Linked DNA regions of Drosophila melanogaster: region 1 is linked to region 2. The links are chromatin contacts, called in public Hi-C maps. All regions are on one chromosome and are shown on one strand. The core of a region is the stretch at or near the end of the contact, and the rest is flanking DNA. Distances in the headings are between cores, read along the strand shown.

Region 1 (5,077 bases), core at 1,261-3,760, 330 kb after region 2:
TTGCCGTTAATTCCTTTTTATAAATAGCAAGCGATACAATACACCTCCGCCTCCCAGCTATCCCGACCGAGAAAAAAAACTAATTTTATTTGTTAGTTGGGAGGTTAGACCAGGGCCAAAACTAATCAGCCTTTTCTTGGCCAACATGCAAAGCCTGAACTTGGATTATGTCCGGCCCATTTGTGTCTTCCCTTCCAAGCTTAGGCATCTGTATACAAATAAAATTTCTTCAGTAAAATAAATAGGAGAAATCTGTTCAGATGGCACAAATGGAGTTAGTAGGGAGTATTCAGTTTAATCAAAATGGTAAAAATGGACCATCCATAAATAAATCTTAAAGCCAGAATAACCACTTATTCTGGTAAAATACCCATTTCTAAAAATGTTATAGTGAGCATCACCAATTTCAAAATTCCTAATCGCTGACGTCCAACTTGGTTTCAATCTGAACAAGACAACGAGCGATAGGAAATTTATACTAAATCAACCCAGTCAGATAACTCCAATCAATTGCTGATAGTAAATGAAAACCAAAATAAAACCAGCTGCTTATTGCTTTTTTAAAAATTAATTAAAAATCGTATAAAGACTTAAGAATACAATAGCACACAACCAGTTAGATTTGAATAATTTTGCGTTTTAATCGGGGCAGAGTTATTTAGTGGATCGTGGCCAAAAGGGCAGCAAGAGTCATCTTGGGATCAAACTTGGCATCGCCAGCCACAGAGATATCGGGCAGCTGATTGGCAGCTATAAGAAAGAATTTTGAAATTGAATTTAAATTTAAATACCAAAGTTAATCTTATGAATACTTAAGCAATATTATGTACGATATATATATCGTACAATATCTTGCTCTCAAAAATATTTATCCTTATCAATGTTATGAGCAGAAATTTAATATTACCAGAAGTCATGACAAAAAATTGCACATAATATATTTTTAAGGAGTAACTTTCTAGGTTATTTCTTTTTTAAATAAATTTTTTCGCCAAATTGAAGTTTATTTAAAATGGGTAATACTTTTTTAAAACAATATTACTTACCCTTATCCTCAGCATCGGAAGCCACGGACACATCGGGAACCAGATCAGCATTAGCTTGGGAAATCGGCTCTACGGGATTGGCTCCGGAAACCTTGGTCAACTGGGGCAGGGCCTTGAGACCGGCAACAGTCTGCTTGGGGGTCACGTCGGCGTCTGAAGCAACGGACATGTCGGGAATAAGACCGTCATCGGCATGGGTCATGATCTCCACTGGCTTGCCTCCAGAGACCTTGGTCATTTTGGGCAGGGTCTTGAGGCTAGCTGCAACCTTCCTTGGGGTATCATCAGCATCGGAGGCAACGGACATGTCGGGAATTTGATCGGCGTCGGCATGGGTCTTAATCTCCACTGGCTCGCCACCAGAGACCTTGGTCATTTTTGGGAGAGCTTTGTCACCGGAAACAGCCTGCTTGGGGGTGTCAGCACCATCGGTGGCCACGGACATATCGGGAATCAGATCGGCATCCATCTTAGCAATGGCACCGGCAATTCTGTCTAGCAGGGGCTTCTTTAGACCAAAGGAAGCGCGCTTGGGAGTTTCATCAGCATCGGAAGCCACGGAAATGTCGGGGATTAAGCCGGCGTCAGCCTGGACAGACATATCGGGGATCTTAGCGATCATGGGAGCGGCGATCTTGGCGATCGGAGCGACCTTTAACTCTGCGGAGCGCCTCCTGGGGGTCTCATCGGCGTCAGTGGCCACCGACATATCCGGCAGCACACCCGCATCCGACTGAACGGACATGTCGGGTACGGCGACAGCGTCGGCCAACACGGACATATCCGGAATCATGTTCTGGAATAGGATCTGCATCTTCTGGACGATGGCTAAGCGGATACAACAAAAAATAATTTTTGTAATTGGATTACTTACTGTTCATTTTGCAACTAGATAGAACGACTATCAGATACCCTTTACTCAAACAGGAAGAATTCAAAACACTTTGTGGCATTTCGATAGAATGGGCAAGACCGAGTAGAGTTGGCAGGGAAATTTTAGTAAATAAACTCAGTCCGAGATTCATAAGTCAGACACACGGACGGACGGTCAGACGGACATGTTCATACTTCTATACTTTTTAGCGATTATAATGATTTACGAGTAGCTTTCGAATTTAGTTGATTACCTTGTCTAGACAGCTGGTGATTAGTCTTGATATGTTAAAAATTTCAAATTTCCAAAGACACCTTGTTTTTGTTTTTAATAAGAAATGCGTATGTATTTCTGTGCAAGTCGTTCTATCCAAATGCTAAGCGTAATCCATCCAGCGAATTGTACCATCTGGTATAACTAATACTGTCTCTTACCTTCCATCTGGGGGAGATTATGGGTAGAATGGATCTCGTAGGCCACAAAGTGCCTAGTAGGTGTGCGTGGCACGATTCCACCGCTTACCAGCGGAAGGATGAGGAGGGCACAAATGGCAAAGAGTTTCATGGTGATGTCTCGAATTCGACTGAACCTCGCGGCCACTTGAAGAGAGGTTATATAGCTGCCTTATCTGGGCACTGACTCCCTTATTTACGGCCCATTCGCGGTAGACCTCTCCAGATTAGATTCCCAGCCAAATGTGCAAAAAGAACAGCATATTGAATGGTACTGGTACCTTGTAAATCTTTACCGGTGGTTCACCCAAAACGGGAAGTATTTCAATAACGTTGGAATTACGTTTGATCAAATTTGCAAATTTATTTTTTTATTCTATTTATAAATACAAGAAGGTTTTATGTTATTACTGAATTGTTATGTTTAGGCTTTTCTTAGCTGCGTCAGCGTTTTCATATCTAATCTTCTGTTATCGATGATGTGTTACTTCGTAGTTAGGTCCACGTATATATCCTGATAGTGGTAATTGCATCAGTTTGTGTGCTTTGGAACTGTTAATTCCACCGACTCACTGATGTATTGATAAAAACAATTTAATATTATTGATCAGTATCTAAATACTCTGAAGCTTTGGAAATACTCCAGAATCGGTACCCGAACCAAAGATATTGTCATAATTATTAGAATTAATTAATTTTCATAATTTTACTTATGTCTCTGCTAGAACAACGTCTGGAGCACCCACCCTCCAGTTTGGTTCACCAACCAAACTAATTTTCAAATTTTCGTGATGGTTGTTTCGCATAAATGTACTGCAATATATTTCACTACCTAACCAAAGACATTAGAATAATATTCTAGTGACTTTGACCTAACTATGTATAGAAATATATTTCCATAAAAACATATTTAAATATTTTTTCAGTTGTCCTTTTTGTTTAACTTATAAGGGCAATTTTTATTCGATATATATAACTAGAAAATGTGAAATAAAGTTAAGATTCGATTTCTCATTAATCATTTTTCTTGTGCAAATTTTGAACAAAACTGTCGGTTTTCTATCGTCTAAAAAATTATGAACAAAATAGAAAAAGTTAAAAACTTTTTCCAAAAAAAAAAAATTCGAAATTCTTAAAATTATAGGGAACTATAAAAAATGTTTAACGCAACATTATAAGTGCATTAGATAGCTTAACAATTTTTCAACGTGTTATTTACGATTTAATGAATCTGTCTTAATTCTTTACTCTTTAATCAATACTCGGAAATTTCTTTGGCCTGGTCTTAAACACCGAGTATGTCATTGTGATCCTCCGCGGGATCCACTGGCTCTCGCTTAAGGTTGTCCAGCGAAAAATCATCCGCAGCAATAGTGGCTGCTGTCTCCGAGGATTCAATTTTATTTCTCTGCACCGTCTGACTGGCCTGCTGAAGAAGGTCCTGAAAGGAGGTTTTGGTATTAGCCACCACCAAGCTGCGCTTCAGCGCCGAGGTAGGCGAACTTTCTTCGCCGTTTACAGAGGCCGTTGCAGCGGGCTTGGGCTGGGCAAAGTCATTGAAGGCAGATCCTTGCACACTGGCAATCTGCGGAGTTTTCTGAAGCAGGGAGGCACCGCCAGTGGGTGAGATTTGCTTTTGGTAAGCAGGAACGCAGCCCACAGACTTCCTCACTAGTAAACTGCTGCCTTGCGATGCAGTGGTCATTTGACTAGCACCTACGGCAGAATACCGAGGGCGTTGGGTAGGTGGCACCATTCCATGCCCAGCTGCTATCAATCGCCGCTTAAGCATAGACGCTTCCATAGCGCTAGCATTGGAGTTTATGGTGCTGCCATTGGCGGAACCTTGGCTAGCGTTTTGGGCATTGGGTGGATTGCTGCTACCGCACACGGAATACCTCCTGGACATGGCGCGGATATTCTCGGAGGCAGCTCCCTTGGCCGTCGTCGGTCCATTGCCTTGTCCAAAGAAACTGTTGATCAATGAACCCTGCGGCCTTATAGCAGCCACTACAGCAGCTCCTTTGGGACTGCCTGTTGGGGCGTGGTTGGCCACCTTGACCACACTATGGTTACTGTCAACACTATCCTTGCGCAAAATTTCCTGAGTGGCACTCAAGTTGCCATTCGGTTTACCACCCATAGCCGCTAACCTGAACAACCTCTTATCTAGTCCACCCGCCGGGCTGGTGGGGGCGATCTCTTGTCCAGTGCCTGGCTTGTATACCCTCTGAATGACTTGGCGTGTCATATTTGTTCGGGGTCCTCGCTGTACCTCAGGAGCAATTCCACTGCGGGAAGCTGTAGCTATAGCTGTAGCTTCTCCTGGCGGTCTAATTAGGGTAACCTTAGCCGCGCTCACCATGCTGACTAGCTCCCTGACCAATCGAAGTTCCGGATCTGTAATGTGCTCAAATCCTGAAGGAGTGTTTATATTAAAATGCTGCAGTTCTTTAGACGTTGGGAAATCGGTAGCATCATCAAAGGTTTCCATCAGCGCTTGGAATACTTTCTTCTTAAAGTGCATCTTCTGACGGGGGTTCATTTCCTGCATCTGGGGCTTGATCATTTCGAGAAAGTAATTATCGGAGAAAGGATTCTGGACTCCGGTTTGAGTGCCTCGCTCAGTCATTTTCAATTGGGTTATACTCTTTCCGACCGGAACGGATGTTCCAGCTGTGGTGGTTGTGGGTATATTAGTTATC
Region 2 (4,469 bases), core at 702-3,201:
TGAAGAGCAAGGCGCACTCGGTGCGCGAGAAAAAGCTGCTGCAGCAGGACGAGGTGTACAACGGAGCCCTGGAGGACATCCTGCTCGGCCTGAAGAGCGAGCCGTACAGGCGGGCGGATGCTGTGCGGCGGTCGCAGCGCCGGAGGATCGACAATAATCGTTTATCGCGCACCCTGGAGGAAATGGATTGTTAGGACGGAAAACGAGATAGAGATCGACGCAATGACGACGACGGGGCAATGGCAACGAATCGAAAATCAAAATTCACACTGAAACCGAAACAAAAAGAGAACATTACAGATACTGCAATATGTGATTAGGCGATTAAATTGTTTTCGAGACACTCTTACACATACACAAATTCACATTCCCTTTTATGCAAATCCTTATATTTTCGAATATTTTTCAATATATTTTTAAGTAAAGTCCAACATAACCGTATACTGGAGTCTCAATTCCGAACGGAACTTTTATAGCACAAGCACAACATCCATTCTGTGAATCTCGCCTACAATTTTGAGAAACATTTATATCGCCAAAATTTTGTTTTAAAAACCGCATTTTAATTTGATTGCTTAAGATCTTAAGCTTAAGCTTAGATCTTAAGTTGAACTTGAAAATTCGAATGGTGTATTTATCAAATCTTTTGTTGTTAAATAATGATTTAACTCTTACCCTGTGTACATACATATACTTACATATATATCAAATTATATATGTGCTATTTAATTATATTTTTTAAACTTACGTTTTAACCAAATACGAAATACTTGCTGCATCCATCCGAGATGGCAAATCCGCATGAATATAGAGAGCCTACATATGTAATTCCGAATTTTAATTAATTTTATGAAATTAGTAAGTCAAATAAGCATTGAATTGTATGAGAAGAGAGTAAAACGCATTAAACTTTTGTATATTTTTCTATTTAATCGAATATTTATGTTGTTATTTTTTCACTCCGCACACAGCCAGCTACGAAAGTCCAAACGAACGCCAAAATATTGCATGCCAGAAGAAATGATTTTTAGAATATTTTACACTAAATGAACCACACATTTTATAAAATTTTATTCAAATTTTTATACAAAGGATATATTAAACAATATTAAAATATATTCCATTTATATGCCAATTTATTCTCACGAACAACAACAAATTGAAGAAGACTGATATAAAGCAGTTTACTATAAAGCAGCAGAACATTACACGCAAATTAAACTGAAAAGCTTTTGTAATCTCTTTTGGATAGTGTCTTCTCGCGATATTTAGATACTTAGATATATATTTAAAAAATGCAATAACGAATTTAGTTGAACTATAAGCACAGTTTTATTGTATTTAAATATTTACAAGTGCCATCGGCATCCTTATGCATACATATCCTTTCAATATCTTTTTCTGTTTAATTTGCAAAAATAAGGAAAAAGCGCAAGAGGAGATAAGTTCGCAACGTTTTAATGCAAACATACACGATTAGCACGCTCTGCATTGTTAGTTTTTAAATATTGTGTTATTTAATTTGATAAGACGCCAGCATGGTATACGAGGAGCGAAAGTGAAGGGAAATCGATATATTAAATATAAAATGCCGGATCTTTTGTACACATTTACATGACTATATTGAACACTCGAACTATTTTAAATAAAATATTATTAACCCAATAAACTAGCCAAAAACTAAAGTGTGTTTCCTTTTTTGAACGTAACTGATTCATTGCAAGTTTTAACTATTACAATTTCCTTTTAAATATAGAATAACATTTACTACGAGCTGTAATATTTATTTTATGTCTGTTCTCACGTAAATTTGAAAAACGGTTATGGCAGCGGTCACTGCTGGGAACAGTTGAAAAGGGCCATCTCTAATCAGCTGTCTCACCTGTTGCGCAAGTATCGGCTCAGCTGATGCGCGAGCTCCCATCTCTAATAAAGCAAAAGTAAATTCCGCTGAGAGCAGAAGTTTAGTGCGAAAATGATTTAAACCAGGAAGGAGCGTACTAAATTCACACACGCCCACAACGAGAATGTTCAAACGCACTTTTAAGGTGGTCTATCGGCCCATCAGGAGCAACTTTGTTCTGCTGCCGGATCAGTACTACGGCGTCGTTTCGACCTATGTAAGTGTCTAAAGGTCTTCGCTCCATTCAGATTAGATACGCCAAAGATTAATCCGGTGAACCATTCTGATTAGGACACGGGCTGCCTGAGCTTGCAGTACAATGGTCGGACGCATTACGCCTCCTGGGCGCCACAAAAGGGCGGCGGCGGCATTAAAGACACCGAGATTGGGATCAATGCCAGAGCGGCCAAGGAGATCGGTAAGCCATTACTTAACGGCCGGATGTGCATCGGTTGCCAATGTGCCGTAATATTGGACTCCGGCCATCTGCCCCGTACCTCGTACGCTAGCAGCACCCACTTACCCTTTCTTGCCGTAGGTCTGCACGAGAATGATCTGGTCAAGTGTGCGCTCATCGCTGACGTTCTCAACCTGCGCAGCGTCCACGTTACCCCCGTCTCGTCCAAGGACTGGGAGATCATAGTGAGTGACGGTTTCGCCTGCTTGGCGGCGTGGCCAGCAATCAGCGGTCAGCTTAAAAATAGACAAGTCCGTTTATATCGGATTAGCATTTGGCGCGGGCGTGCGCTTGGTCTTTATTTATACTGCCATTGCTTGGCCGGCATTGCCATTGACCCGCTGAATTGATTGGATTAAATTAACCAATTAATTAACCTTTAATCAGATTTCCCCTTTCTGTAAGGGGCTTAATTCATATACTTGCTTTTATTAATATGAAAACACACGTTTTTGCAGGAACTTAGCACTGAAAAGATATCGGGCAGTGTGCTGGAACAAACTCGCATAGTGAATTCAACGCAGATCCTTATTGTTTGGATTAATAAGTCGATGCAAGTTGCGCTGACAGTGGGTAAATATATGCCATCAACGAAATGTCGTTTGTATTAATTTGGAAACCATTTTGTTAGATCGTCTGAAGCCGCACATGAACTACGGGAGAATAGATCACAATACGGAACTCGTGGTGGCGCCCAATCTGTACAAGGGTCTGACCAATGGAACTTCAAATGGTGTTATAGAGGAAAACACAAAACTCTCCAGAAGTAAAACCACTGCCCAGGTCAAGGATGAGCTGACTGAAAAGTTAACACCGTTGACCCATTCCTCCACGGTGTCCAATGTGAAAAATACTATTCAGCGTAACAAGCGTCAGGATCACATGGAGCGTCTTAAAAAGGACTTGCGCCGCGAAAGCTCGCGTAGCTTCGAATTTCGTGTCATTCGAGGTCTATGGCGGGAGCAGGCCCAGGAGTCGGATGTGTTTGTGAACGGAAAGCATCTGCCTGAGTTCTTTGATCTAGATCTATTCTATTGCATGCACACCGCAGCCGACAAGGATTACTATGTGAGAGTGCGCACAGTAGAAGACGATATTGAGGACGATCTACCAGAAACCATTCATCCATCGATCGAACTAAATGCCAATCTTATGAAGTTGCTGGGTATTAAGGAATTGGAACGAGTGGTTCTAAGACCTAAAACTACCGTAGTTAACTTTGTAGAAAAAATTGAGCTATTTGCCAACAAGAAGACGCACTACAAAATCATGGAGAACGCATTTAAGCGATTTGTGATAGAGAGAACTCAGCACAAGCCGATGCTCTTCAACCAGGAGGAGGTGGTACGGCTGGAGGACGATTTACTGGTTACTGTTGGAATTTTACCAGAACACTTTCGTTATTGCGTGGTGGACGCGCAGTTTCTGAAGGAGTCCAAGATCTACGCAGCAGATCTGGTGCGTCCGGTTGGCGAGATTATTAAGGAGGAGACGCCTCCGACATCGCCACTAAGTGTTCAGGATCTCATCCAGTTACCGGAGTACGATAAGATTGTGGATCAGGTAGTTCAGGAATTGCGAATGAATCTATGCCTCAGTGCTGACAATTCCGTCATGCGTCAGTGCAATGTCCTACTCGCTGGTGCCTCGGGAACGGGTAAAACAGTTCTTGTGGAGCGCATTTTGGACCAGCTGTCACGCAAGCCGGATTATTGTCACTTCGAGTTCTTCCACGGATCGCGAAGCAAAGGCCGCAAGACGGAGTCCATCCAAAAAGATCTTCGCAACATTTTTACCAGCTGCCTGCAGCATGCCCCCGCCATTGTTGTGCTAGAAAACTTGGATGTACTGGCCCACGCTGCTGGAGAGCAGTCCAGTCAGGATGGAGAGTACTACAATCGCATGGCGGATACTGTGTATCAGTTGATTGTTCAGTATACCACCAACAACGCTATTGCAGTAATCGCCACCGTCAACGAGTTGCAGACCCTCAATAAGCGATTGAGCTCACCAAGGGGAAGACATGTCTTCCAGACTGTTGCTCGTCTGCCCAATTTGGAACGAGCAGATCGAGAGATAATTCTTCGAGAGCTGTGCAGCCATATCAAT

What was found. A called contact is a pair of places that touch in the nucleus more often than the background predicts.
Region 1: a Hi-C map of the OSC cell line shows a contact between it and region 2, with 3 times the contacts expected there. A contact is called at or near these places in 2 of 107 Hi-C or Micro-C datasets (the ML-DmBG3-c2 cell line and the OSC cell line) and 1 of 7 datasets of targeted methods (the Kc167 cell line).

What each region holds. Positions count from the first base shown.
Region 1 is chr3L:14,400,215-14,405,291 of dm6, forward strand. CG3868 reads right to left here and starts at 2,511. Exons shown (of 3, transcript NM_140445.3): 1 at 2,355-2,511; 2 at 1,047-1,874; 3 at 555-750. The coding sequence starts at 2,484. The coding sequence ends at 659. It overlaps stwl (stonewall), which reads right to left. Exons shown (of 2, transcript NM_001274910.1): 2 at 2,716-5,077. The coding sequence ends at 3,658.
Region 2 is chr3L:14,069,941-14,074,409 of dm6, forward strand. It overlaps Pex1 (Peroxin 1), which reads left to right and starts at 1,952. Exons shown (of 9, transcript NM_143759.3): 1 at 1,952-2,120; 2 at 2,195-2,321; 3 at 2,442-2,545; 4 at 2,819-2,933; 5 at 2,992-4,469. The coding sequence starts at 2,028. It overlaps Frl (Formin-like), which reads left to right. Exons shown (of 9, transcript NM_001144476.3): 9 at 1-1,643. The coding sequence ends at 194.